Linked DNA regions of Zea mays: region 2 is linked to region 1. Evidence: chromatin contacts called from public Hi-C data. All regions are on one chromosome and are shown on one strand. The core of a region is the stretch at or near the end of the contact, and the rest is flanking DNA. Distances in the headings are between cores, read along the strand shown.

The links. A called contact is a pair of places that touch in the nucleus more often than the background predicts.
Region 2: a Hi-C map of leaf mesophyll shows a contact between it and region 1, with 3 times the contacts expected there. The contact joins the promoter of LOC100384794 here to the promoter of LOC100282888 in region 1. A contact is called at or near these places in 10 of 25 Hi-C or Micro-C datasets (ear, leaf, leaf mesophyll and 2 more).

What each region holds. Positions count from the first base shown.
Region 1 is chr7:123,206,690-123,212,383 of Zm-B73-REFERENCE-NAM-5.0, forward strand. It overlaps LOC100282888, which reads right to left and starts at 3,480. Exons shown (of 3, transcript NM_001155794.2): 1 at 3,328-3,480; 2 at 2,817-2,982; 3 at 1,021-2,701. The coding sequence starts at 2,503. The coding sequence ends at 1,325.
Region 2 is chr7:123,448,591-123,455,020 of Zm-B73-REFERENCE-NAM-5.0, forward strand. It overlaps LOC100384794, which reads left to right and starts at 2,620. Exons shown (of 13, transcript NM_001177240.2): 1 at 2,620-2,791; 2 at 2,891-3,043; 3 at 3,169-3,305; 4 at 3,402-3,551. The coding sequence starts at 2,707.

The DNA of each region.
Region 1 (5,694 bases), core at 2,230-4,729:
GCTTTATATAAATTTTAACATATCATTGTGAATTGTTGGTGGTTCTATTGGTGGACAAGAACTGTAGTCATTGATTTGCAATGAATGAATAATTAGTAGCAACCTAAAATTGTATAGCATGCTTAAATTTCTGGAGAGATAACATGTTCTATGTTTAAATTGTGTTGATTTTATTTGGTTTTTGTTGGTATTTAAGTTTGAGATTTAATCCACATAGAATAAGCAAACAAACATAGTTGTTTTTGGGATACAATCCATATGGAATAAACAAACACATATTGGTTGATTGGGTTTAGGGATTTAATCCCACAAGGGATTGGGGTGAATGGCTTAGATTCACCCAATCCATATGTGCAAAAAAACGGTCCGAAAAAATTTTATAGCTACCGAACAAGAACATGGTTGAGCCCGGGATTGCAACTTGCAAGACCAAATGGAGGTAAAATCCGCTACTATCCCAATAGATTAAATAAAGCATAGCTCTCCTGCGTTGTCATGGAAAAAAATCTTGGAAGCAATATTGCGCTAAGAGCTTCGCAGTGTACGACCATTGAGTTTGGAAGCCAAATCTGACAGCTTTGTAATACTATCTCCAACAATCTATACACATCCCTATATTTAAAATCAACACTACAAACAATGTTTTGTGTAACTATATGGGTGGACACGGTCTTACTCGAAGAAATACATCGCTGACTCTGACCCGCTCGCAACTGTCTTACACAGCATAACAGGAAAAACATATATATGCAAAAGTGTTATAAACCTGTCCAACAAGAGTGTGAATCAAAACAATGACAAAACTTGGTGCTCATACTGAGACTATGTAACTAATTCAATAATACTGCTAGTGTTACGTTGATGAACAAGAATAATATCATGTCGTGTTGATGGCTTCTGTTGAGAACAAGAATAACATCAGTCGTTGAAGACCCACTGACTAACAACAAAAATAATATCAAGATATTTAAAAAAAAAAGAAGTATGAAATGTGCTACATGTGCTAATCACAACAGCGGGAGTGACAACCAATAGATTATTAACCAAAATTTCCAATATATTGCGGGAATAGGCAAGTCTGTTACAAGATCATTCTCCCCACAAGGGCATCGGCAGCAGAAACAATATGACTAAACAACAATATGCAGCTCACTATGGCAGACGCAGCAAGCCATCCAGAGTACTTATTGAACAGGAAAAATATTAAGCAAACAAATTGCCGGTAGCCCAGCTAACTGCTTAACTGAAACCAAAAGAACAGAGAGACAGAGGTCTCAGACTTCTTCATAACTTAGGTGAAGAACCACCTAAGTTATCCAAATCTTTAAGCATCCAAATCTTTCTTCACCACCTTCTTCACCGCATTCCAGCAGCCAATACACATCTCGTCATTTGAGGCCATCTCCATTCCATCGCTGCTCCAGCCATCCGTCTGCAAGGTCGACCTCGGCGATACAGAGCCAGAGGGAACAGCAGTAAAGCTCTGGTACATCAGCAGACCGCCACCAGGAAGCTCTTGCTCTACAGGATCACCGCACATGTAGGAATCGATGTCTGCACCCGTCGCCCATGATTTGGCGAACCCACGGCCACCAAAGATGGTAACTGCGACCGAGAAGTCCGAAGGAGAGAAGCCTGCCAGGACCCTCCTGATCACATCGCTGTAGACCAGTGAGCTGGGGTCGAAGTTCATAGCTTCGTAGCTTGCGTAGCTGAAACCTTCCTCGGGTGTCACGTGGATGGTGGAGGCTGCAGGCCCGAAGACGCCATTCATCGAGTACCCACAGGGGTCAAACTCAAAGTCACAGATCTCCATCTCGGGAATGATCTCATGAATCCCCGAGAGCTTCGTCATCTCTTTAGCTGAAGTGCAGCTGCCACCAGTGGAGTTCTTGAAGAACACAGCAGCTTTCTTAACGTCAAGCTCTGTCATGCACATCTCAAGCGTCACCATAGGACGCTCAGGCTCCTCTGTGGCGTAGTAGACATGCCACTTCTTGTTGGGCTTGAACGGTTCACCGATCAGGTAGGCATTGCCACCGGACTTGAGGTTACCAAAGAAAGCGTTCAGCACAGATACCTCCTCCGAGAAGCTGCGGTGTGGCGCGGGCTGCGCGCCGGGGAAGATGAAGGTCCCACGAGAGTACTTCGCTGAAAGAAGAGGCAGTGACAGCCCTGCAGCAAGCTCAAGGATGCGAGGAATGGCGAGCAGCAGCTTCGTCGTCCCACAGGTCTTCAGAACAACCTTGTGGGGATACACAAAGAGGCTGGACTCGGACAGAACATATGAGTCGAAGCTCTCGTTGGAGAGCTGTGACACTATGGTGCACCGTGCGAGATCCAGAAACGAGTCGATCTGCTCACGGGAGAGGGCGCGCAGGCCACGACCACAAGGGTCCTCAAAGACAGGCGCGTCAGAGAACGTGATCTCGAGGCGCTTCTCATAGCCCTCAAAGCCAATAGGGGAGGCAGGAGAAGAGACACAAGAATCTGCTGAAGACATCGCCACTGGATGACGTGTTGCAAGAAAGAGAGGATGAGAGAGGAAAAGGAGAGATGGGCAAGACAAGTTGGAATCTCAGAAGCAGAGGAAGGCAGCCAGAGCCAACGGAAAACTACCGACACAAGAGGAAAACTGAATTAAAATCCTACTCTACCGCGAATTGCATGTGAGGCGATATCAGGATGGCTGGCGGACGCACTGCAAAACAAAAGATCAAACAAATAACGAGCGTCAGTAACCAAAGCGTGGAACGTATCAATGAGAAGTAGATTTAGAACGGCATTGCTTGTACCGCAGGTTTTTTGGTTCTTACGTTGGAATAAGCAGCAGTCTGGAACTTCTTGATTCCTCCGGCTGGGCGAACGTCCTCGATCTTGTAGCCAAGGGGAGCTTCGTACATGAAATTACTACTACTACTACTAGACTTCTTGCCACCTTTCGACTCCATTAGAGCATCCACAAATGCAATCTCCTTGAACCTGTCGATCGAAAGAGAGTAAGTTCTCCTTCTTGGGCAGCAGAACAGCACAAACGATTAGCAATTATCAGGATCCAAATTCTAAGGTAGCACAGACAAAATGTAAGTTTTCCCGACACCTCCGACAAACGGGGGCAGGAAGGCGATCTCAAACTCTCCCGACGAAAATCAAAAGCGCCCTCAAGAACCCAACCAAGATCTAAGCCAACGTACTACGATCTACCACAGACGAAACCGCCGGCCACTCCTCTCAGGACCCTACAGAGTCCTGGTGCACACAACGCAGGGCACGGCAGCAGGATGAGTAAACCGAGCGCAAGGAAGGACGAGAGAAAGGAAAACTCACGTTCGTCCAGAACGAGACCGGCGGCGGCTCCAAGACGAGCGGGCTCGTTTGAAGGACCGGCCGAGAGGAAGAAGGTGAGGGCTGCTGGTGCTCTGGGTTGGGCAGCTCGACGGCTGGGAGAAGGAATAGGTAGGGCGGCTCTTCTTGGGATGGGTGGAGACAGGAACGCCGAGCGCTATTTATAGCGGCCAGCGGGCGTGAGGGCGCCCGGGGGCCAGGGCCCAGGGCAACGAGCTGGCTGGCCCAAATGGCCCGGGTCAACGAGCTGGCTGTGCCAAACGGCAAACGCTAACCTAGGCCCCGTTTGGGGTGACTAAAGTTTAGTAACTAAATTTTAGTCACTTAGTTCCTAAAGAAGCAAACATTGTGACTAAAATAGGGTGACTAAACTTTAGTTCTTTAGTCACCAAGGGATTACTAAAAGGGACTAAAGTAGTATTTTTACCTTATTTGCCCTTTCAACTTTCTTCTTATAGCAAACATTCATTAATTAATAGGGGTAAAACAGTCAATATTCACAGCAATTAATGATCTTTAGTTCAGTTTAGTCACTGGAACCAAACATGGTACTTTAGCAACTAAACTTTAGTCACTAAAATTTAATCTAGTGACTAAAGGAACCAAACAGGGCCCTAGTCGAGTCTACTGTAGAGTCAGACGCAAATGAAGCAAATTTATTGAGGGGGAAAAAATAAACGGAATTCGTTGACCGCTGGAGAACGTGCTTTGTATAGTCGCGTCTGATATTATACGCATAACGTACCATGTCATTCTCACGACATCGTAGAGCAAAGTACTAGAGTTAAAAATTAGTATAAACATAAATATAAAATGATAAACATCATTATAATATATAAAATCCATGTGATAAAATATCATTGTAACACTAATATTATATTGATGATATAAATATGTAATATTATTATAAATATGTTGACTAAAATAAAATGAATTGATGTCTAACAAATATTATAATATCACACAAATTATTTTTAAAGAATCAATATAGAATTCTAAATGTTAGGTAAATATACCGACAAACATACATTAATCTAAACTTTTTAGCGATATTGATGGATCTATTATATGTTTGTAGGGATAGTATATCAGTACGAATTATACTCATAACTTAACAGATCAATCACAAAGTTTCTCCAAACAATCTTTGCATCCTATGCACGAGACATAATAAAACAAAACATCTTTTTTATTATATAATTGGGATGTATGTTGAATATTAAACAAACGTACTCCAATCACCCTAACAAATTCTATTCGTCGATCATTCCCCCACATGGTCATAGCTTGTAGAATAAGGTAGTTTTTATTAATCATATAGAATAATGTTTCACCAACTATGTTATATATAATAGAAATCCTAAAAAACTTAAAATTGCTGAGAAGGTGGTACCAAAAATACTCTTTTGAGTCAATTGGAGCATCAGTCCGAATTGTATGCTCCCACTTAAAAATATTATCTGTTCGTCCAGAACGTTTCTTATTGTAAGTAATCTTATATTTCTTTGAGGTTGTGATAATCGCTTATGCGAATATCTTGTATGGCATATGCTTACACTAATCTTGAGTGAGTGTAAAGTCGATGAAAATCACATACTTCTTACTATGATCAATTATGAAAAGGACGTATCAATCGGTGAATTTCTATGGTATAGGAATCTGCAAAATATCAACCATTAGGATTGCAAAGATATGCCCTTTATAAATGCATTCGAAATGAACAGAGACTTACATATTTACAATCCATGATATAATAGTTTATTGATGGCCAAGAGTCAAATGTTTTCGCTAACTCTTTTCTTGTAGGGTCCTCATGATACTTTTGAACTTTGCCAAAACCAGTTACGCTCTAGATAAATATTATATATACTAGGTGAATGCCCGTGCGTTGCAACGGAAACATATATCACGATAACTTATAACATATATCATGATAAATGTTCTTCTTGCAATGCAAAGGCACTCATCTAGTCACAAATGAAGTAACACAGACAATAACATGTAGGTTCTGGTAGCTTTTTGAGCCTAAGCTCATATTACTCGGCAAACTTCAACCTTACCACCAAAACCAGTAAATACATATAAGTTTATTGCTCATTATTAGAACTGTTGTGAGATGTTGTATGCCAGTAATAAAGATTCACTACAGTACATGACTAAAAACCCATAGAAATAATCTATATGTGGTTGCATAATTCGTAGGTGTAGAACACCACCTAACCTGCTTCATGCTCAAACACTTATCAAATACAATACTATAGGACAATATGATGTTGCAAAGATGGGGCAAAACCATGTTTCACAATACTATAGGACAATATTATCGACACAAGGCCTCATTGATGATCA
Region 2 (6,430 bases), core at 1,370-3,869, 240 kb after region 1:
AAAATCCCTGATGGATTACGATCTTAGATGGACTTTTGTTACACCATCATAGATGTTGCAATGGATGAACGCCTCGAGCGATGTGTCATATTTAGAATATGTACTATTGCAACTATATTATCCCCTAAGTCCTATTGAAGGACATGTTATTTGCTTTGCACAACTATATATAAATTGTGGTGTAAGATAGAAAATGATAGCACCCCAACCTCATCCATTCTCGTTATTCTAGATGAACAATGAGACATATATATTGAAGAATATGCTTGAGTTATGAGGGATAACGACTTTGACAGATGTCATCGTCAGGGGGAGCGAATGAGGGATGAGGGACAATCGCGAGACAATAAATGTCATATTCTATGCCCTGAAGGCGTGAGCTTGATGTGAACCTTTATGGAATTTTCTATCAAATATATAGATCCAGTCTATCGAACGCCATCGGTCAAATTGGCTTATTTATATTGATACGTGCACTTACCTCGTATATCCTAGAAGTGAGTAGAGGTAAAGTTCCTGAAATAGTCCTTGCAAAGATATGCAATCTGTTTGCTAAATCTTTAGGTGCATATACTTCCAGAAGAAGATGTTTTGCCTTATTGATACGGTTTTGCAAGGATCAGGGGGAGCACATTTCTAAAAGTTAGCCCTTGTAGAAGATTCGATAGAATCTAGATCCCAGAGGATCGAAATCTGTCCCGATGACAGTTGTTGTACTCTTTTTCCCTTGGTGAGTTTTCTTGAAGTTTCTCACATGAGGTTTTTAACGAGGCAACAAAGTGCAAATGCAATTTGTATCACCATGCACTCTTTCTCCACATTTTCCCACTGGGTTTTTCGGAGTTTTAACGAGGCATGTGTTGGTCGCGGTATTCGCCCAAGGGGGAGTGTTAAGTAACCCTAGTTAGGGTTATGTGGGCAAATACCTGCTTTGCCCCTGAGGGGTCTCACATCTCTATATAAGGAACCTGTACACCCCCTCATAATACAGAGAAGAGAAAGAGGCCAGAGGCCCAACCCTACATCCTGTGTCTCGTGTGTTTCACTGTCGTGCTTCTGGGAAGGGATACGAGTCTTCCACGACTTCTCGCGCCTAATCTACTGACGGGAGGGAAGGGTGCGGATCTGGTGATCCGTGGTAACGTAGTTCTCAACACCCTGCACATGATGGATGGTGTTCGAGTCTATGGAATACGCGCACAACGAAAACAAGAGCCTATCATTTTGGTTGGATCGGGATGTGCGGAGATGGGACGCCAGGTTTACCCCAACTAACACCAGGATCTCCCGATCCCGTAGGCCGGCCCCGTTCGCTCAGCGTCGTCTTCTTTTCTACAGGCGCCATGCCACTGCCCCTGCTTGCGTGGTCACAACAGTTTAGGCTTCATGGATCTAGCAAAAAGCCTGCATATGCACAACGGAAACGAGAGCCCGTCATTTTGGTTGGATCGGGACGTGCAGAGATGGGCCGCTAGGTTTACCCCAACTAACACCAGGATCTCCACTTCTCCCGATCCTGGAGGCCGGGCCCCGTTCGCTCATCGTCGTCTTCTTTTCTACGGGTGCCATGCCACTGCCCCTGTCACAACAGTTTAGGTTTCATGGATCTAGCAAAAGGAGGCCGCACGCCTTGGGCTGGATATCCAGTCAGGCTCGACTCGTCCGAGTTTGAACTGGCTTGTTAAGCTAACGAGTCACAGAATCAACTCGGTTTGGCTAGTTTAGCTCGTGAGTTATAGTAGAAAAACAATATGTATATATTAATCAATTTCTAGTTAATTTCAAACTAATTTAATAATATAAAATAGTAATTATACTTATAATTTCACAGAGCACAACAATGTAATACTAAATTAACACAACTCATCACTCAAATTCACTATCCATACATATGTTCATTAGTTTAACTCACAGTTATATTTGCATAGGTTAATTTAACACATAAACACAGTTCATCAATCATTAGTTTAACTCATGAGTCATAGACATCACACATACATATAACATGTTCATCAATTGTTACGTAGATAATATGTACCAGCCCTACCCACGCCCCACCAGGCCACCAGCCCACGAGCTCCACTGGGCGGGACGTACATGTGGCTCCACACGTCAGTGATGGTCACAGCAGTTCAGACATCGTGTATCGAGCAAAAGGAAGCCGCGCGCCCCACCGTTCCACAAAGCAGAGCTCCACTGGGCGGGACGTACATGTGGCCCCACACGTTAGGACACGTCCCTCTCCCGCAGGCCGCAGTCAGCCTTCTCCCGTGTAATGTAAGGGGGTGTTTGGGAACAAAGTTTTTCTGCAGTTTTGGAAGAATACTGCAGTATTCTCAAATACTGCAGTATTATATACATAATGGTGTTTGGCAAGCTGGGTAAAATCTCTGTTTTCAAAACTGAAGTATTGCAAATACTATAGTTGTTTTAAGGCATTCTAAACTTAGCTCTGGACCTCAGTTTTCAAAACTGCGGTATTATAAACTACGGTATTGTCATAACTAAAGTATAGTATAGTATTTCAAAAACTGTGGTTTTCAAAAACTTTGTTCCCAAACAGGGCCTAAGTGTGCAAGTGCAAGTGCAACCGCGAGCGCGACCTTTTCCCGTGGGCGCCTAGGAAAAACAGCCGTTTCCTGCGCCCGTCCCTCACCTTCACGTCGGCGACCGACCGGCAGACCGACAAACTCGAGGCAGGCCCCAATGGCGTTGGCTCGCCTCCGCCTCCTCGACCGCTACGGTCTCCTGTCGCCGGCGCTCTCTGCGACGGCGCTGCGGTCCTTGGGAGGTTGTTGCACTAGAGCCGTTCGACGGAATGCCGCTGCGGAATGGGGTTGACTGCTGACCGTGTCTCCCTTGACATTGGGGCTGTCGTTTCTCCCTACAGACCTGCGCGCGCTCTGCACGCTCTCCACCACGCTGCGGTCCGGCGCCGGCGAGGACGAGATCGAGCGCATCCGCCGCGAGTTCGATGACGCCAAGCGCAACTACCTCAGCATTCCCGCCGCCATCAAGGACATGCCCAAGATGAATCCGCAAGGTCGGGAAAAGGGAATCTCGATTGCCCATTCGCTTCCCTATCCTCCTACAGTCTTGCTTTACAGATCGGTTCTTCAGTCTCTTAACATTGCTGGCCTAGCGTTGGGACGCTGTCGCGGGTTTCAGGCATTTACGTCAACAAGAACGTCAAGCTGGACGACCTCCAGGTCTACGGCTTCGACTACGACTACACGCTGTCGCACTACTCCGAGCACCTGCAATGCCTTATCTACGATCTTGCCAAAAGGCACTTGGTCAATGAGGTTTGGTTCCTCTCTTTCTTGGGTGTCATCACATCTTTGCATGGATGACTGAATGCTGCCCTTGTGGTTTCTGAGCGGACCTGATGTTTTCTGCAGTTGAAGTATCCGGAGAGTTGCTTGCAGTACGAGTATGACCGCACCTTCCCCATCAGGGGTTTGTACTATGACAGACTTAAAGGGTGCCTACTCAAGCTTGATTTCTTCGGCTCTATTGAACCAGATGGTTGCTTCTTTGGGCGGCAAAGGGTAATATGCTCTCTCATTCATTGTTTCTCCTTTTTATCTCAACCACTCGCATCTAACTTAAATAACTATGCATGCTTTAGTTCCTTTACAAGATATATAATTATCATCTTGTTCGGTTGGCTTTAGTCCGTAGCGGCTTCTACTACTTCTACATTGTTTTGTCTCTATGGATTATGTTAGCAAAACCGGCAGACAAAACGAAGTAGATCAACCAACAAACCACAGAGCACGACACACATATTTACGTAGAAAACCCTTCAACGCGAAGGGAAAAACCACAGGCACCAGCAGACGAAACATTCACTATGATGTGGAGTGTTTACAGAACGCCATCCTTAGACGACGGTTTACAAGAGGAGTAATGATTGTGACGTAGCACCTCTGATTTCAAGTCGTTCGACTAATCGCGATTAGTCGGGCTGGTCGGTTTAGGGTAAGCGATTAGGGAACCCGACCCGATTAGGTGTTCTAGTCGACCTAGTCGTCCGACTAGGCCCGATAAATCGCTCGATCAGACAGTACTTAGCGACTAGGGTTTGTATGATGTAAAAAATTTGTAGGCCTTTTTTGGCGGGCGGTCCGGCTACAGGAGCTGAACCGTCAGAGGCGCCGTCGTGATATACCCTTGCACACGACGGTTTGTGTCTAATCTCCTCGATTCTTGGCGTCTTCATCTCCTTCCTTCTGCAGTTCTGGTTCTCTATCTCTAATTTCTTCTCTTCTCCTGTTGTCGTTCTCTGTCCTCCTGGCTCTTGGGTTTTGATCATTGGCGTCGACGCACTGCACAAGGCTCTTGCCTCCTGGTAAGTTGATCACCGGTGCACAGATTCAGTGACAGTCGATGTATTAAAAAACCTTGGCCCCAATTTGTCTTCCTCGGCGCGCAACGCAAGGCCCTAGATTCAGTGATAGTCATATTTACTTCTGTATTCTGTATTGTGTTCTGTCCTTCTATGTTTCTGACTCAGTTCATATTAGAGAATAGAGATTCTGTTCATATTGCCATCCTTGTTCATGTTGCCATCCTCTGAATCCTTATTCCTTTGATCAGTATTGCAGAATTCATGTCATGTTTACCCTACCCTTTATATATAGTTATATACCGTATATAGTTAATTAGTTATATACTATATACATATGTCTTGGATGAACAGGACGACTAGTATACGACCAGGTCGACCAGAGGTCGATTAGTCGACCTAATCGTCGATTAATCGAGATTAGTTGCCTAGTCGGACCCCTAGGTCGACTAGCTGGTCGCTCGACCAGAAAACAATGCGTAGCACAAAAAACCCTAATTACGCTTTGGCTCAAGCCTCTCGGTGACGGGCCTCCGCTCCGCTCACCAACACAGCCTCCATATGTAGAATTTGGATCACAAACTCAACAGATTACATCTGCAGCAATCCGAAAAACTGGCTTTAATCTGAAGCGAACAACCCCTATATGTATTGAGAAGTTTGCTAGCCTTGTTTTTTATGTTGTCTGGTTTACATGATTATTATTGGGTCAATTCATATGTAAAAATTTAGGCTCACACAATGTCATAGATTGCATGACAGTGGATGTTTGTTGATGTCATGAGGTGGCAGCCTAGGGCATGGAGGCCATAGGGATAGGCTCAGGGTTAGGATTAGTGGATAAATATTAGATTAGATAAGATTGCGTTAGTTACTTGAGATTAGATTAGACAAGATTGAGTTAGTTACTTGAGGGTCAAGTCTTCCTATTTATATAAGGATAGGTTGTACCTCCTTAAGGGGGAATCAATGAAGAAGAATTAGTCTTGGATCTCTCTAATAGTCTAGTCCCCCAGCCGACTTCGCCCGGCTATCTTCCCCGCGCTGTTTATCCCGTTATGAACTAGGATCCATAACATCTGGTATCATGAGTCAAAGATCCTTTCCCATGACTTCTGCTGCAGACCATCTCCGCCAGTGTTTTCAAGTCGTCCGACTAATCGCGATTAATCGCGATTAATCGGACTAGTCGGTGGACTGGAAACGATTAGGGCCACCAAGGCGATTAGTACAACTAGAATTATGGTCGTCCGACTAGTCGTCCGACTAGGGAGAGGACGACTAGTTTGGACATGCCTTTGTTGATGGCTATTGGGCTTTTGCAGCTGGGGTTTTTACTGGGCCACAATTTGCTTTGTGGGCTTTAGGGTTGACACTTGAGAATTAGACAAGCACCCCGGTAAAATATACTCCCGCTCACGCACAACCCCTCTAGGCCCTTCTCTCGCTCACGCACAACCGCCAGGGCACAAGGACCTGGAGCCGTCGTCGGGTGCCACCGTCGGGAGCCATCGAGATAGAGGCGCCGTCGCCCGATGGAGGAGCCGTCGGCCACATCCAAGACAGACCCGACTGCCGCCTCCGCCTACGAGTCCAAAGATAGAGCCGGAGTGTGGGACGTCGCCCAAGGAGGAACCGCCGTCCGTCTCCCCCTCTAACCCTATGCACCACTGCCGCCCAAGGAGCCACTGTCCTACCCTTACCTTGACCTTGTGCAGCACTACAGAGTCCTCTCCTAAGATGAGCACATCGTCTGATGGTCAGTACTCAGCCTTTGCTTTCCTCTCCTAAGATGACCAGCTCGACTAGGGTCGATTAGTTGACCTAGTCGACGACTAATCGCGACTAATCGACCCATCGGTCCCTATACGACTAGGTTCGACTAGACGACTTGAAAACATTGATCTCCGCACCTGGCGTGAGGAGCTTGTTCGTGCCAGGACAGATCTAGTGCAGGCCCGATCTGCTATCCTCTAGCTTCGTGATCTACTCGCAACAAAAGTGGAGTCTGACCACCGATCAGCGGTGGCAACGCGACTGCTGGCGGCCGCACGTGGCTTCCTGGCGTGGCGTCTAGTG